Linked DNA regions of Zea mays: region 2 is linked to region 1. A link is a contact called in public Hi-C data. All regions are on one chromosome and are shown on one strand. Each heading gives the region's core, a stretch centred on a gene start, on an enhancer-like site or on the middle of the called end of the contact. The rest is flanking DNA. Distances are from core to core; before and after follow the strand shown. Region 1 holds the start of LOC100191991 (serine/threonine protein phosphatase regulatory subunit Bbeta isoform). Region 2 holds the start of LOC103639973 (protein SHORT ROOT IN SALT MEDIUM 1).

The links. A called contact is a pair of places that touch in the nucleus more often than the background predicts.
Region 2: a contact with region 1 is called in a Hi-C map of leaf mesophyll, with 2.6 times the contacts expected there. The contact joins the promoter of LOC103639973 here to the promoter of LOC100191991 in region 1. A contact is called at or near these places in 6 of 25 Hi-C or Micro-C datasets (bundle sheath, ear, endosperm and 2 more).

What each region holds. Positions count from the first base shown.
Region 1 is chr9:74,451,426-74,458,450 of Zm-B73-REFERENCE-NAM-5.0, reverse strand. It overlaps LOC100191991 (serine/threonine protein phosphatase regulatory subunit Bbeta isoform), which reads left to right and starts at 4,504. Exons shown (of 14, transcript NM_001137415.1): 1 at 4,504-4,898; 2 at 6,171-6,274; 3 at 6,349-6,444; 4 at 6,742-6,861. The coding sequence starts at 4,787.
Region 2 is chr9:74,912,275-74,919,299 of Zm-B73-REFERENCE-NAM-5.0, reverse strand. It overlaps LOC103639973 (protein SHORT ROOT IN SALT MEDIUM 1), which reads right to left and starts at 3,536. Exons shown (of 23, transcript XM_020543866.2): 1 at 3,302-3,536; 2 at 3,032-3,175; 3 at 2,790-2,921. The coding sequence starts at 3,106.

The sequences.
Region 1 (7,025 bases), core at 3,255-5,754:
CGTTGTGGCATCCCAATGGATGAGGGTTGCACTCAACCCCTTTCAAGTGATCCAATGATCAACTTGAATACCATGGTTTTCTTCCTTAGACTTTCTCCCGTTTGCGAGGAATCTCCACAACTTAGAGCCTCTCGTCCTTACAATGATGATCACAAAAGAAGCACAGAAGTAAGGAAGGGAAGAGCAACACACACAAGACTCAAATCCATAGAACAACCACACACACAAGTCACAACTTGAGCTCGAAGTATAACACACGGAGTTCGCAACTCAAATGGAGCTCAAATTGCTAACACAAAGAATCAAATGCGTGGGAGCAGAGTTTGGATGCTTTAGAATACTCAGAGAATGCTTGGGTGACTCCTCTATGCACCTAGGGGTCCCTTTTATAGCCCCAAGGCAGCTAGGAGCCGTTGAAGACAATCTTGGAAGGCTAATCTTGCCTTCTGTCGTGTGGTGCACCGGACGGTCCGGTGCACCACCGAACAGTCACTGTAGTTGTCCGGTGCGCGATTGCCTTCCAAATAAGGCGTAGTCGACCGTTGCAGCTTCGGGCCCGATGGCGCACCGGACACTATTCGGTGCACACCGGACAATCCGGTGCCCCCTGTCGACCGTTCGTGCGGGCCACGTGTCGCCGGCGGATTGCGCGGCCGACCGTTGCGCTGGTGACCGTTGGCTCACCGGACAGTCCGGTGCACCACCGGACAGTCCGGTGAATTATAGCCGTACACCGCTGATCTTTTCCCGAGAGCGGTCTTTTCACCGGAGACCAGCCTGGCGCACCGGACACTGTCCGGTGCACCATCGGACACTGTCTGGTGCACCACCGGACAGTCCGGTGTGCCAGACTGAGCTGAGTTTTGGCTGCACCGAGCCAAGTCTTTTTGGTTTCTTTTCTTCTTCTTTTTCTCACTGTTTCTAGCACTTAGATAACTTCATTAGTATTAAAAACAAATATACTAAGTCTAGAAACATACCTCATGCCTTGATTTGCACTTTTTCAATCTTTGTCACATCAGGACTTAAAGAATATGTGTTGGGCACTTAATCACTAAAACATTATAAAAATGGCGCAAAGGCATATTTCCCTTTCATTTATATAGGCAGGGAGCTGGCCGGTTACATGACAGATCTAATCTGGTAACCTAGTCCTATGATAATCCAACTCTGCTTATCTGTTAGAATCTTATTCTATCTATTTTAGGACTCTATCTGTCTCTTTTATTTTAATAATATTGTTGTCATATTTATACTCCTATAGTACTAGTTATATTAGACCTCTAATTTAAATAATTCTTAGAATATATTTTAATTTAAATTTTAAATTAAAATTTTGGGTGTTACACGTGAGTTTTAAAATGAGGATTTTTCTTAAATATATTATTGCATCGGATTGTCCGGTGCTGCCCAGAAGGGGAGATTAAATTTTGAGTTGCTTTTAAGGTGTGTTGGCATAAATCACCAAAAAGGGAGAGATTGAAAGGGAAATGTGCCTTTGGGCTATTTCTAAATGTTTTGGTGATTAACTGCCCAACACACCACTATAAACTAATCATCTTGGTATGAGCATGAGCATATGTTCTAATTAAGCAAATTGAAAATGCAAAGTCCAAATGAGTTGGATTAAAAGACAAAAAATGCAACCTTGTGCAAAACTACAAAATCAGGAGATTTAAGTGTTTAAATAAGTTGCACTTACTGTATACTATGTTTCTTGCATTGCTATTTGGTTACTAACTTTTATGTGCAAGTAAAGTGGCATTTGGACTTGAGTTTGCACATATTGCAAACCCTCAAAGAAGTTTGGCACAAAAGAGTAGAAGATGGGCTGGTCTGGATAGCACCGGATAGTCCGATGCAACATTGCGGAAAACCACAAAAACAAGAGGTTTAAGTGTTTAAATAAGTTGCACTTACTTTATACTATGTTTCTTGCATTGCTATTTGGCTACTAACTTCTATGTGCAAGTAAAGTGGAATTTGGACTTGAGTTTGCACATATTGCAAACCCCTATGAAAAGATGAGAAAAAGGAATGATTCTATCACTAGTCAATTGATTTAGTTGCTACAAAATTTGTCTAAGTGCTAGGGATCACCTCAAGTGAAGCTAAAAGAAGTCAAAGAAGTTTGGCACAAAAGAGGAGAAGATGGGTTGGTCTACACAGCACCAGACAGTCCGATGCAACACACCTGATAGTTCGGCGATTGTACGGCCGAAGAGGCCGCTCTCGGGTTCGGACGGGTCCCCTTGGCTATAAATCATTGGACAGTCCAGGTAGAGCGCCGGACAGTCTGGTGTGATGAATAGCCAACGAATATCATCCACCTCAGTAGGTTCCAATGGCTAGGTGGGTCACCGAACAGTCCGATGCACCCCACCAGACAGTCCCGTGCCCACCCGAGAAGGATAACACCCAATCAATGATGTTGTAGTCGTTGCACTGTAGCTGTTCGGTGTGCCACTGGACAGTCCAATGCACACATAGACAGGGAAGACTGGGAGCTTCCAAATGAAGCTTCAATGACTTCTAGGCCCTTTGGGGCTATAAAAGGACATACTAGGCGCCATGCAGAAACATACCAAGCATTCTAAGAGAACACTATAACTCCGAGACTCTGTGACCACGCTGTTTGAAGTGTTTGAGAGATTTGAGCGCGTTTTTGAGCTGTAACTCTGTCGTTCTTGTTCTTATGCTCTTTTCTTCACTTGTGCGTGTGTTGTTGTTGCGATTGTGCTCTTGTATGCGTGTTTTTACTCCCCCTTACTCCAATTTTGCTATTGATCACTTGTGTAAGGCGTGAGAGACTCAAATTTGTAGAGATTCCTCACAAACGAGATTGATATAAGGAAGAACACCATTGCACTCAAGTTTGATCTTTGGATCACTTGAGAGGGGTCGAGTGCAACCCTTGACCGAAAGAGGTCACCATAACGTGGAGTAGGCTTTGGTCGAAACACGGGAAAAATCGCCGTGTCTCTCGTCCATTTACTTTACTGCGATTTCCATCTTCCTTGAGCATGAGCTTCACTTACATATTGCTCCTAGTTTAAAACACATCTCAAGTGAGCAATCAAGTGAATAGTCTTTCTTTCTCTCCTCTTCTCATCCAAACTCGGTTTTTAGTTTCTCTAACCAATAAATTGGACCAAGTTTGTGTTGTTTTAATCAAGTTTTGCAGGATCACCTATTCACCTCCTTTAGGTGCTCTAAAATGTCGTAACGTTTTGAATCCTATGAATTTAAAAACTATAGAGAACTACAAGATGACATGTTTGGATGAAGCATATAAAACACATGATTTTTTTGGGAGAGATTTTGACATAAGAAACTTTACCTGTTTACCATGGGGTTCAACATCAAATAGATTCTTATAGTTCCAATGAAACAAGCCATTCCATATGAATTCCGTAGGATTTATAATGACCCATTTCTTTGTTCTAATTTCTTTAATGACTTGATAGCAAATTAGCAAATAAGATTACAATCTTCTAGGTTTCCTCTACTTTCCCTTTCTTGCAAATGTGTTGAATCACTTACGTTTTATTTCTTTGGCATAAGTTGTATACCACACTTATATTGCCACACGGTGATTGGTTTCAAGGACTACAGTTTATTACATACCACATCAAATGTTTGAATGTTAAATATACGTACTAAATATAGTTTAATTGAAAAATATAGATGAAGACTAAATAATGAAACAAATTTTAAAGCCTAATTAATTTATTATTAACAAATATTTACTATAGCATCACATTAGCGAATCATGAAATAATTAGGCTCAATAGATTCGTCTTGTCGTTTAGTTTTTATCTGTATAATTAGTTTTATAATTAAATTATATTTAATACTTCTAAATAACATTTAAACATTCGATATAATAAGTGCTAAACTTTAACTGAGATAAACGAACGGTCCTTAATCAACATGTTGAAAATTAGAGATGACATGACCTAGTGATGGCTAGAGCCTGTTACATACAATAGTCGAATTCTATTAGTCGAATTCTTTCACATTCTCCGTGTAAGGCCATCATCAGCATCTTATTCATTTTTACCCCTATATTCAAACTCCACTCAACAAATAGTCCGTGTAAGGCTATCATCAGCATCTTATTCATCTTTATCCCTATATTCAAACTCCACTCAACAAATAGTATAGTGTACTATGCAAAATATTGTAAAATAGTGTTTTGAGTGACATATAAGTAGAGATGGTAATGGATCATCCATAGATCTTTCTCAAAAAGTTAGGACCCTTAAATAATGTTAGTTCAAAATAAATAGGAATATGATTTGATCCTAATTAGATTTGATTTTTAAAAAGTTTGTAATGCAAAATCTAGAGTCTATTACCACCCTATATGTAAGTGAATTGCTCCATACGGTCTAAGGAAAGTATTTTGTTCTTTCGCAATGGTCCAAACGTAAAAGCCCCACCACGTCACTTCACAAAAGAAATATGTTCACAAACACAAGCACACCAGAGTAGGGAGACGCAGGACGCACAGAGCGACAGAGGAGGGAGACCTCGCCCGGTCGCTCCACCCCTCGCCCACATCACTTCGTCTCTCTGGTCGCATCCCACCCCACACCCCTCCTCTCCCATCTCCGCTCGATCTCCCATTCTTCCTCGTCTCCGCCGCCGTCTGCCCCACCTCCAACCAACGCCCAACGATCAGTATTCCAGAAGCTTCCCCGGCAACCTTCGTCCCCGTCCCGGATCCGGGGCGCCCCTGATGCGGTGCCCGCGCGGCGCGATCGCGTGACGGACGGCCGCCATGGATCCCCCAGGCCGCGGCGACCAAGGCGAGGCGCCGCAGCCGCAGCCGCTGGAGTGGCGGTTCGCTCAGGTCTTCGGCGAACGTGCCGCGGGCGAAGACGTCCAGGAAGGTACGCACGTGCGCATGAGCTCAAGATCCGCTCGATTTGTGGAGGCTCTGGGCTTGGCTGCCCCGATGCCCCCCCCCCCCCCCCCCCCCCCCTGAAGTGGTGGGAATCAATAGGGCTAGTGTTGAGATTGGAGTTCTGCAGGATTGATGTCTTATAGGAAATGCACAGCAATGATGGCGCGACCCCGTCATGGCTTTGGATCGTGTTCGTGTAGGACTACCACGGTGCGTGTAGAATGGATTCGGAGGGTTAGTTTGATGTCCTACTGGCAGAGTGGGCCTTGTGAGAAGCGTGAAGCTCAATTTTCTGCACTCCGAGAGTTTGTTTGGCTACAAACACAATCCTTTTTAGCCTTCAGATGGCTTAACCGGGCAGATGCTAGGCTGACTGGGGTTTGAGTAACGTGGTCACAGATAGTTGTCTTTATTTTGTGTTTTAAAGAATGCAGAAAGGTGGTAAGAAGCTCTGGAGCTTGTGAACTCCTCTGGCTTCAAATTTGTGGGATATATGTTGCTTAAGGAGTTTCATTAGCATGTGGTATCATAGTGCAAACTTGAACTGAACTTAAGAGGTTGGTTGATCTCATGAAATGAAAAACTGGAAGAGTTTATAAGTGTCTATAAAAGTAATGTGTTTCTTGTCTGTTTGTGGTTCAGCATCTGCTTTTGGCTTGTTGCCTTATAGGAAACTTGCAGTCTAAAGTTCTGCAAGGATGATTTGCCATTGGCACATGGTCCTTATTCTCTTTTAATTGTTTTGGACATATGCTATCTGGATGGAGACACTATATGTGGTCCATCTGTGAAATTCCTTATATCACAGAGCCACATTGGTCCAGTTGTGTTCGTTTGATAATTTCCTTTAGAGAAAAATAGTAGCTTTCAATGTGTGGAACTGATGACTGATGTTTCTTAGTATGGAAACTTTGGTTTCAGAATAGTCTGGGAAGAGAGGTTATGTTGCAGCAGTGGATGCTTCTTAGACATCTTAGTATGGAAACTTTAGAGTTGAACATAATGCTTTGCATGACATGGAGATTTTGTTTTATACTGAGGATTTACATCATGAATTAGGCTTATTGATCATTCAATAAATAACCTTTTTTTAGTTCGGGACTTGAAGGATGTCAACTATGTACCATACACTGATATTGTCATCTAAACCTAGTTCCCTTCCACACCTGCTCTGCTCTTTAATAAGTGAGGAATTTCACTTCGTGTGAGTGTAGAATGTCGCCTTGCATGTTGATTTAACACTCTTCTTTGTTTTCAGTTGACATCATATCTGCAATTGAATTTGACAAATCTGGTGACCATCTTGCCACTGGGGATAAAGGAGGACGTGTGGTTTTATTTGAAAGGACAGATGTTCGGGATGTAAGCACCACATGTATGAACTTATCTTGGTTTTGATTTTAATATTTTTCCCTAATAAGTTGTTATACCAGCAGAATGCCAGCCAGAGAGAACTGGAGAGACAAGATGTTCCAGTTACTAGACACCCAGAGTTCCGCTACAAAACTGAATTTCAGAGTCATGAACCTGAGGTTAATAAGCAGTTTTTCTGTCATTTTCTTTAGAGGTTCCTCTATTGCCATATAGTTGTATTGATACAAGAAAGCTGAGAAGTTGGTGATGTTAATAACAACTCCAATGAAAAAATAACTTTTATTTTGCATAGGCCTTAGTACTATGTTTATGTTTCATAATTGCAGTATGCAGTTCTGATCATAAAATCAAGCATTGCTGTATGCCAGTACCATGTGCTATTCTTGTTTCCTTTCAAAAATTAATGGTAGATTGAAGTTATGTCAGGGTTCCTATTTTTTATGTAATTCTTGTAGTTTGACTACCTCAAAAGTTTGGAAATAGAGGAAAAGATCAACAGGATCAAGTGGTGCCAGACAGCCAACAATGCTCTCTCCCTTTTGTCTACAAATGATAAAACAATAAAATACTGGAAGGTATGGATGCAAGTTACTTCTAGAAGTGCTTTCCAATTTTCTAACAGCGTCAATTTTTAATCCTAATCTCGTACTTAAATCTTTAGTGTAAATCTAGCCCTGATGTAATGCAACTGCGTAAGTTGTTGAGTATTAGCACCCCAATTTTTCTCATTTTTGGTATT
Region 2 (7,025 bases), core at 2,287-4,786, 460 kb before region 1:
TTCCTCAAGAGCTCCACAGTCCGTTGGCCACGAGCACCCTGGTTTTCTGCGACAACATCATCATCGTCTACCTCTCCACCAACCTCGTCCAGCACCAGCGCACGAAGCATGTCGAGATCAATCTTCACTTCGTCCGCGAACGAGTAGCCTGTGGAGCTGTTCGCGTTCTACACGTCCCGACCACCTCCCAGTTCGCCGACGTCTTCACCAAAGGACTTCCGTCCACGGTGTTTGCGGAGTTTCGATCTAGTCTCAACATCTGCAGTGGCTAGAGTTTCGACTACGGGGGGTGTCAGAGTGATATGTATATGGGCCTAGCCCATTAGGGTTATGTGTGCACTGTAGCTCTATGTGTACTATAGCTAGGGTTTCCCAGGGCAGAACACTCTCTCTCACTCTCTCTCAGTTATTTTTCATTCGCTTCTAATCAAGGCTAAATCTTTGGGTATGTATCATCCTTTCAGAACTCCTTTTAATGCCTCTTCCCATGTCAATTTCAGCCTTCCACTGTCTCTTTTCCCATTACAATCACACCTTAGAATCCCACTACACACGGTTGCCTCTAGAGGTCTCCGTTGGACATGTCCAAACCATCTCAATCGGCGTTGTACAAGTTTTTCTTCAATTGATGCCACCACTAGCCTATCATGTGTATCATTGTTTTGGACTTGGTTCCTTGCCATACAAATGCAACGCAACATATGCATTTCCAGAGCACTTAGCTGTTGAGCACGATGCCTTTTTCAGGCCAATATTCTGCACCGTACAACATAGCAGGTTTAGTCGTCGTTGCTTTTATATTATCCTCTTGTCACATAGAATGCCAGATGTTTAGCACCACTTCCTCCGTGTTGATTTGATTCTATAGCTAACATCTTCATCAATATCCCCATCTCTCTGCAGCATTGATCATAAGTACCGAGAGAGATCCTTCCTAGGCAGCTAATAAACTAAAAATATTATCCTTGAATCAAGGTTCCTCACTGATACAAGCAACACAAAAAACAAGCTACACGGCATGTGCATCAATTATATTAATGGTTGCGAATCAACAACAATCTCTACTAATATAAAGTGGCACTTTCTCCGTGCGTGCGTCGTCCTCCTATCTTCGCGCACATGCATGAGTCCTTCCCACCATTGCCTCCCTCCAAACACATTGTGCTCCCTGCCTGCCTTCCCGCTACCAAGCACAAGAAGCTCAAGGTCACCGTTGCCGCCAACCGCTCCATCCCTCCTTGCTCGCGTCGCCGTGCTCCAGCTCCATTGTTGCCAACTGCTCCACCCTCGTGGACCAAAGTGTAGTACTCCGTAATAAAGAACACACACCTCATGCGCTCCCACCCTTTCGCTCCCTCAGCTTACTCGCTTGACTATCTCTCCTCGCTTCGCTCCGGGTCTCCATCTCCCTCTCGTTCCTTTCCTCGGTCTAAGCCAATTGTGCTCCGATCGGAACCACGTGTGCTTCAACTTCCCATAGGAACCCACTACTGGATCAACGACGTCGACATCGATGGCCTCTTCACTGACGTCTCAACGAGCCTCCGTCGATTCCAGGAGTGGACCGCCAAGAAGAAAGGTTGATTGTGATTGGTAACTCGCAAGGTTGGGGTTAGGATATATAGAAAAGTTACTGTCTTAGTAGCTGGCTTCTTTGATTCAGTCATTCAGATCGTAGTTCTAGAGATGTTTTCAGAGTAGAGACAATTCTTTGGTGTTCCTTGCTTTCAATGGCCATATATTTTCTTGATTGGAATTAACATTTCGTATCGGTTGTTCATCATGATAACAAACCAGTAATGTGATCCCATCATCACACGATTGGCATGCATACCCTCCTTGTTCACTCTGTTGCGCTGTGCAGTTTGAGTGTGTGACAATAAAGGGATTATACGTACACATTGGTCGATGCATACAAGCCAACGAATTGTACATGTTGCACACACACAACAAAGCATTGATCCCCCATCTTATTGACTATTCACACATTCCCTTGCCATGTATGTCGTTTGTCTTACCTGCTTGACTGAAAGCATACCTTCCCATGGTCTTCGACAGTAATTCAAAGATCTTTCGATTTTCATTGGCATGTTGTGCAGTAAGCTTCATTCGGCTTTTTTGGTTTGCTTTTGTACCAAAAATATGTTTTAGAGATATCCTACTAAAATCTAAATATCTTAGACCGCTTTAGGTCCCTATGGTTAATGACTCTTTTCAATCAGCATGCTAAATCCTTTAGTGCAGAATGTACCATAGTTGAAAACACTGTGTTTAACATAATTTATGTTAGCGTTCGGAATAGCGTTCGGAACCTGAAGGAGTGGAATATTGATAAAGAGCTCGCCGTGGATAGGAAGGGGTGGAAGTGTGCAATTCACGTGCCAGAACCCTAATTTGTAGTTTCGCTTTTCCTCCTTAATCGTTTAACCTTTTCTTGTGCCCCTTTAGATCTTGTTGGTTCTTGTGGGTTTTATCTCTTTTTATGTGTCTCCCAGTTTCGTCGTTTTTCGGTTCTCCTTTGCCTTTTTCTCCCTTTTCTTTTCTTTGGGGTTGAGCTCTGAGGTTTTCATATGGGGTTTCATTTCTAGCCTACCCCAACGTGCTTGGGACAAAAAGGCTTTGTTGTTGTTGTTGTTTAGAACGTGTTTGAACAACTATCACATTTAAACAATGTGGACTTATATATAAAAAATCGTAGCAACACACAGGCACCTAACTAGTGAATATAAATTGCATGTTGAATTGGAGATTTTATCTAGAAAAAGAACAAAGCAGTTATAGTTAACCACCTGTTGTGTGCCATATACTGATGCATAAGGCCCTCCATACTGCGCAGCAGCCCCTTGTCCTGCACGCGCACCAAACCGACCACCATCAGTGCCACCTGCCGCTGCCGGGGCTGCAAATCCAGTGCTACTAGGCTGAAATAGAGAAAACATCCAGCCAAAGCAACGGGAACACGAATGATTATTCATAACGAATCTGCGTCCAGCAACAAAAGAAAGCAGTCAGACCCTTCACAGAGCCTTACGATTTGGCCGTACGGCTGCTGCACGCCGTAAGGCAGCTGCTGGCCATAGTGATTGGGCCCTTTGGGAGGAAACATAGCGGACGCGCCCACCTAGGGCACGGGCACGAGACCCTGATAAAACAATCCACGCGCACGAACAAGCGCCTGCGAGAAAAGAAGGAAACCCTAGATATTTTAGCACCAAAAACGAATGCGACCACGACTCCAACCCAATACAGACACCGTATCCGCAGATTCGATCGGCTGCCAGGTGCATGGGCTAGGGTTTACCCGCGAGATGGAAGAGGAGGCCAGATGGCGTCGAATGGAAGTGAATCCCCCGTACGCCACGGCTTCAGGACAGAGTCGGGCCGGCGCAACGGTTGGCAGCGGAAGAGCGGCGAGGGTTGGCGGCGGAAGACCACTGGAAGGGTTTCGGGCTTTCGGCGAGGGATTTGGAGAGCGCAAGATATATGTGGTGTTTGATTAGTGTGTGTTATATTACTGGTCACTCGCGCGCCAGCGCGCGCATTAAGCAATGTAATAATGTGTATAGAAATAGCATTATAAAAATGTTTTTAATAAAAATAGTTGAATTAAAATAGATAATAAACATGTAAATTTGTTGTAATAATTACCTAGCACATGCTGTTGATTGATAGAAATAAAAAATACTTGATTTAAGGTTGTAAAAGTGAAGTACTGATGATAGAATATCAATAATTGAGATATATACGTAGATGCATAGGTAGAAAAGAATGTCTGATGTAGCTAGCAATAAAAGAAACATATTAGTCTGGCATAATATTTATGGGACAAACACTGTATTATCACATATTTATATCTAAACAGATTGTCAGTGTATAGTAGCAAAAGATGTCTGCAACATATTTACATCTAAGTAGGTTGTTCATGACTACATAGTGGCATAGTATATATCTAAGCAGATTGTATTATCAGTGCATAGTAGCAAATGATGGTTGCCACATATTTACATCTAAGTAGTTTGTTCATGACTACATAGTGGCAAAAGATAAGTATGTGGAGAAATTATTGGAGGAAATTAAATTCAGGTAAGTATGTGGCATTGAATAAATGGTAACTGGATAGCAGGGTCGAAATCAATATCTGCTGCATCAAAGTAAAGTTCTATTAAAATGAAATGAGGTTGTTTTTTTGGAGAATAGGCTGGAGAAGCATTCTTTGAATGCTTATAGATAGTTATGCAAAAAAAGAAATACGTAATAGTACCACTACTGAGAAAACAGTTATATTGGAGGACACTATGAGGAAAAGGAATGTGTAATCAAATGTATCTTGATCAAGTAGATTTTTTTCGCTGAGTAAATATGTAAAATTTGATGAAGCCCGTACTTCCAAACCGAAGATTATAATTTATTGTCAAATTAATAATGACAAAGCAGTAAGCAGTAAATGGTGAAGTACTATAAATACAAAATAAACGTCATGTTTATAGGAAATGCATTTGTACCTGTGCCAAACGTTGATAAAATGATGAAGCAATCGGAGAAGCCGTGGAGATCTCGACAGTCGTCGGCCCGGACGATCTCCGTCGGCGACGGGAGCGATTCTTCGGGGAAGCTGCTATGACGTTACAGCAGATATAACCGGTGTAGCGCTAGGAGTAATGGATGGGATGGGGAAACAATGAAGTCGCGAGCAGCGTCGACTCCGCCCAAAAGATGACGACACTATGAAGAGAAAGAAGTAGCTGGCTTCTTCCCTTTGGTGCGCTCGCTTCGTCTCCCGTCCAGAAGTGTCTGGCAGTGGCTAGGAAGAATAAAAGCACGTGTAGGACTGAGTGAAGGAAACAACACTCTTTTTGGACGTTTGGATTTGAAACTGCGTAAACCATCGGACGGCTAAAAATTTTTGGACTACGTGGACACACTGACTGGGGAGCGACTGGGCCTGCTTTAATATATAGAAATATCGAATGTCTAGTATATATTAAGGGTGTGTTCGTTTTGTTGAGCCTCCAATTGAGCGAGCGGACGGTCTGGCCCTGAGGCCGGACGGTCCGCGGTCCGGACAGTCCGCGCCTGTGGGCCGGACGGTCCACGCATGCGCAGAGCAGTTTAGGGTTCTTAGTTTTGTGCTATGTTTGTTGGCTAGATTTGCGGAATTATCTCGGAATCCAGTCGTGTAAAGGGTCCAGCCCCCCTCCTCTATAAAAAGAGAGGTCTACGGCCGATTTGTAATCAACAATCGAATCAATACAACTTTTATTCGCATTTTATCCTAGGAGTAGTTCTAGTCTAGTTTAGGTTTAGCCTCTCAATCCCCAAATTCTTCGCCTCTCTTCGACTCTACGCCGATTGGAGGAGTCTAGGTCGGCCGGTCCGAGCCTAGACAACCCCTAGGATCTCTCCTTCCCGACAGGGTCCCTCCCAGGAGCGAGATCCAGGCCGCCGCCGGCGACTTCCGCCGCCCCTGCGCACGCGCGGACCGTCCGGCCTTAGGGCGCGGACCGTCCGGCCGTCAGGCAGAGGACCCAAGCTCCTGCACCAGGTCGCAGACCGTCCGGCCCCAGGCCGCAGACCGTCCGCGCCTGACCAGAGAGCACCGCCGCCTCGCGCCAGGTCGCGGACCGTCCGGCTCCGTGCCGCGGACCGTCCGCGCCTGACCAGAGAGCACCGCCGCCGGTTCTTCTTGAGTATTTGGCGCTCCGAAAAGGCGTCAACATACTTTTTGGCGACTCCGCTGGGGACAACACATATAGACCTATCAAATCGGCCCTCAATGGCCGGTTCAAGGGATAGCTCTGATATTTCCCCAAGCAACATCATAGAGCCGACTTGGGAAACCTTGCCGGCAGACGAGCAGCTCCAGTTCGAGGAGCACAAGGAGCGGATGATCCAGGAGGCGAAAGCAAAGTTCTTGGCCAACTTCAAAGTGGACAGGAACAACAAGGTCATCCGACATCGGGCGACGGATCCGGCTTCGCTCCAACCCACGCCAGATATCCCCAATGTAAGTAATACCAACGATCTGCAATCTCTTAGAAATTATGTAGAAGATCAGCGTGAACAAATGCAGAACATCATAGGGGGTATGCAAAGCGATCTTAAGAGACTAGTACGTGCATTTGATAAATCTAGTATCACAAATTTTCCTTCGCACGAGGTTGAGTTAGGAGGTAACACGCGTAACACATCGGCTACAGGTTGTCACGACCAGTCACAACCCCTTTTATGGGATGCCGATGGACACATACCCTGAGCAACCGCAAATCGGCAGCAAATCAGCCGATCTGCGCATGCCCGAACCGTCCGCATGTGAGCGCAGACCGTCCGGACCAACAACAGTCGGGCCGATTTTTAATGAGTTACCTAGATATGCGCCCGAACCACCACACACGACACAGAATCTAAACTACCCAGTCGGACCGTCCGCATACAACGACGGACGGTCCGCACATAATCACGGACGGTCCGGGCCGATGTCCAGACAGTCCGCACATGAATCTTTTGAGGAGGATTATTACCTGAATCCTCGCCCGTCCCAGCAACACTTCCCATCACACTATGCAATGCACCAGCCCATTAATTCAGGATCCAGAGCCCAGGAAAGCTTTCCGGCCCCACCTAGAAGGCCGGAAAGAAACGATCAAACCTATGAGCCATAGAGGGCAAATGGAAATGCACCACGTAACTCAAACCAATGGGGGGAAAGACAACATGCTAATATCCAGCCAACCCCAATTATGTTTGACCAGAGAGCCGGTGGTCTCGCACCGGCTGCCATTGATATAGTAAGGGAAGAAATAGCCGGGGCGTTCCGAGATAAGCTCGGAGTAAGCATGGTCCCTGGGGGCAATCATATCGGAAACCTTATGACAGCTGATTTGATCACCACCCATACCCACAGGGAACCAGGATACCCGAATTCACAAAATTTTCGGGTGATCAAGGAAAGAACACACGTGAACACATAGGCCAATTTTTAGCACATTTAGGAGAGTTGGCCGACACAGAGGCATTTCGCGTACGTT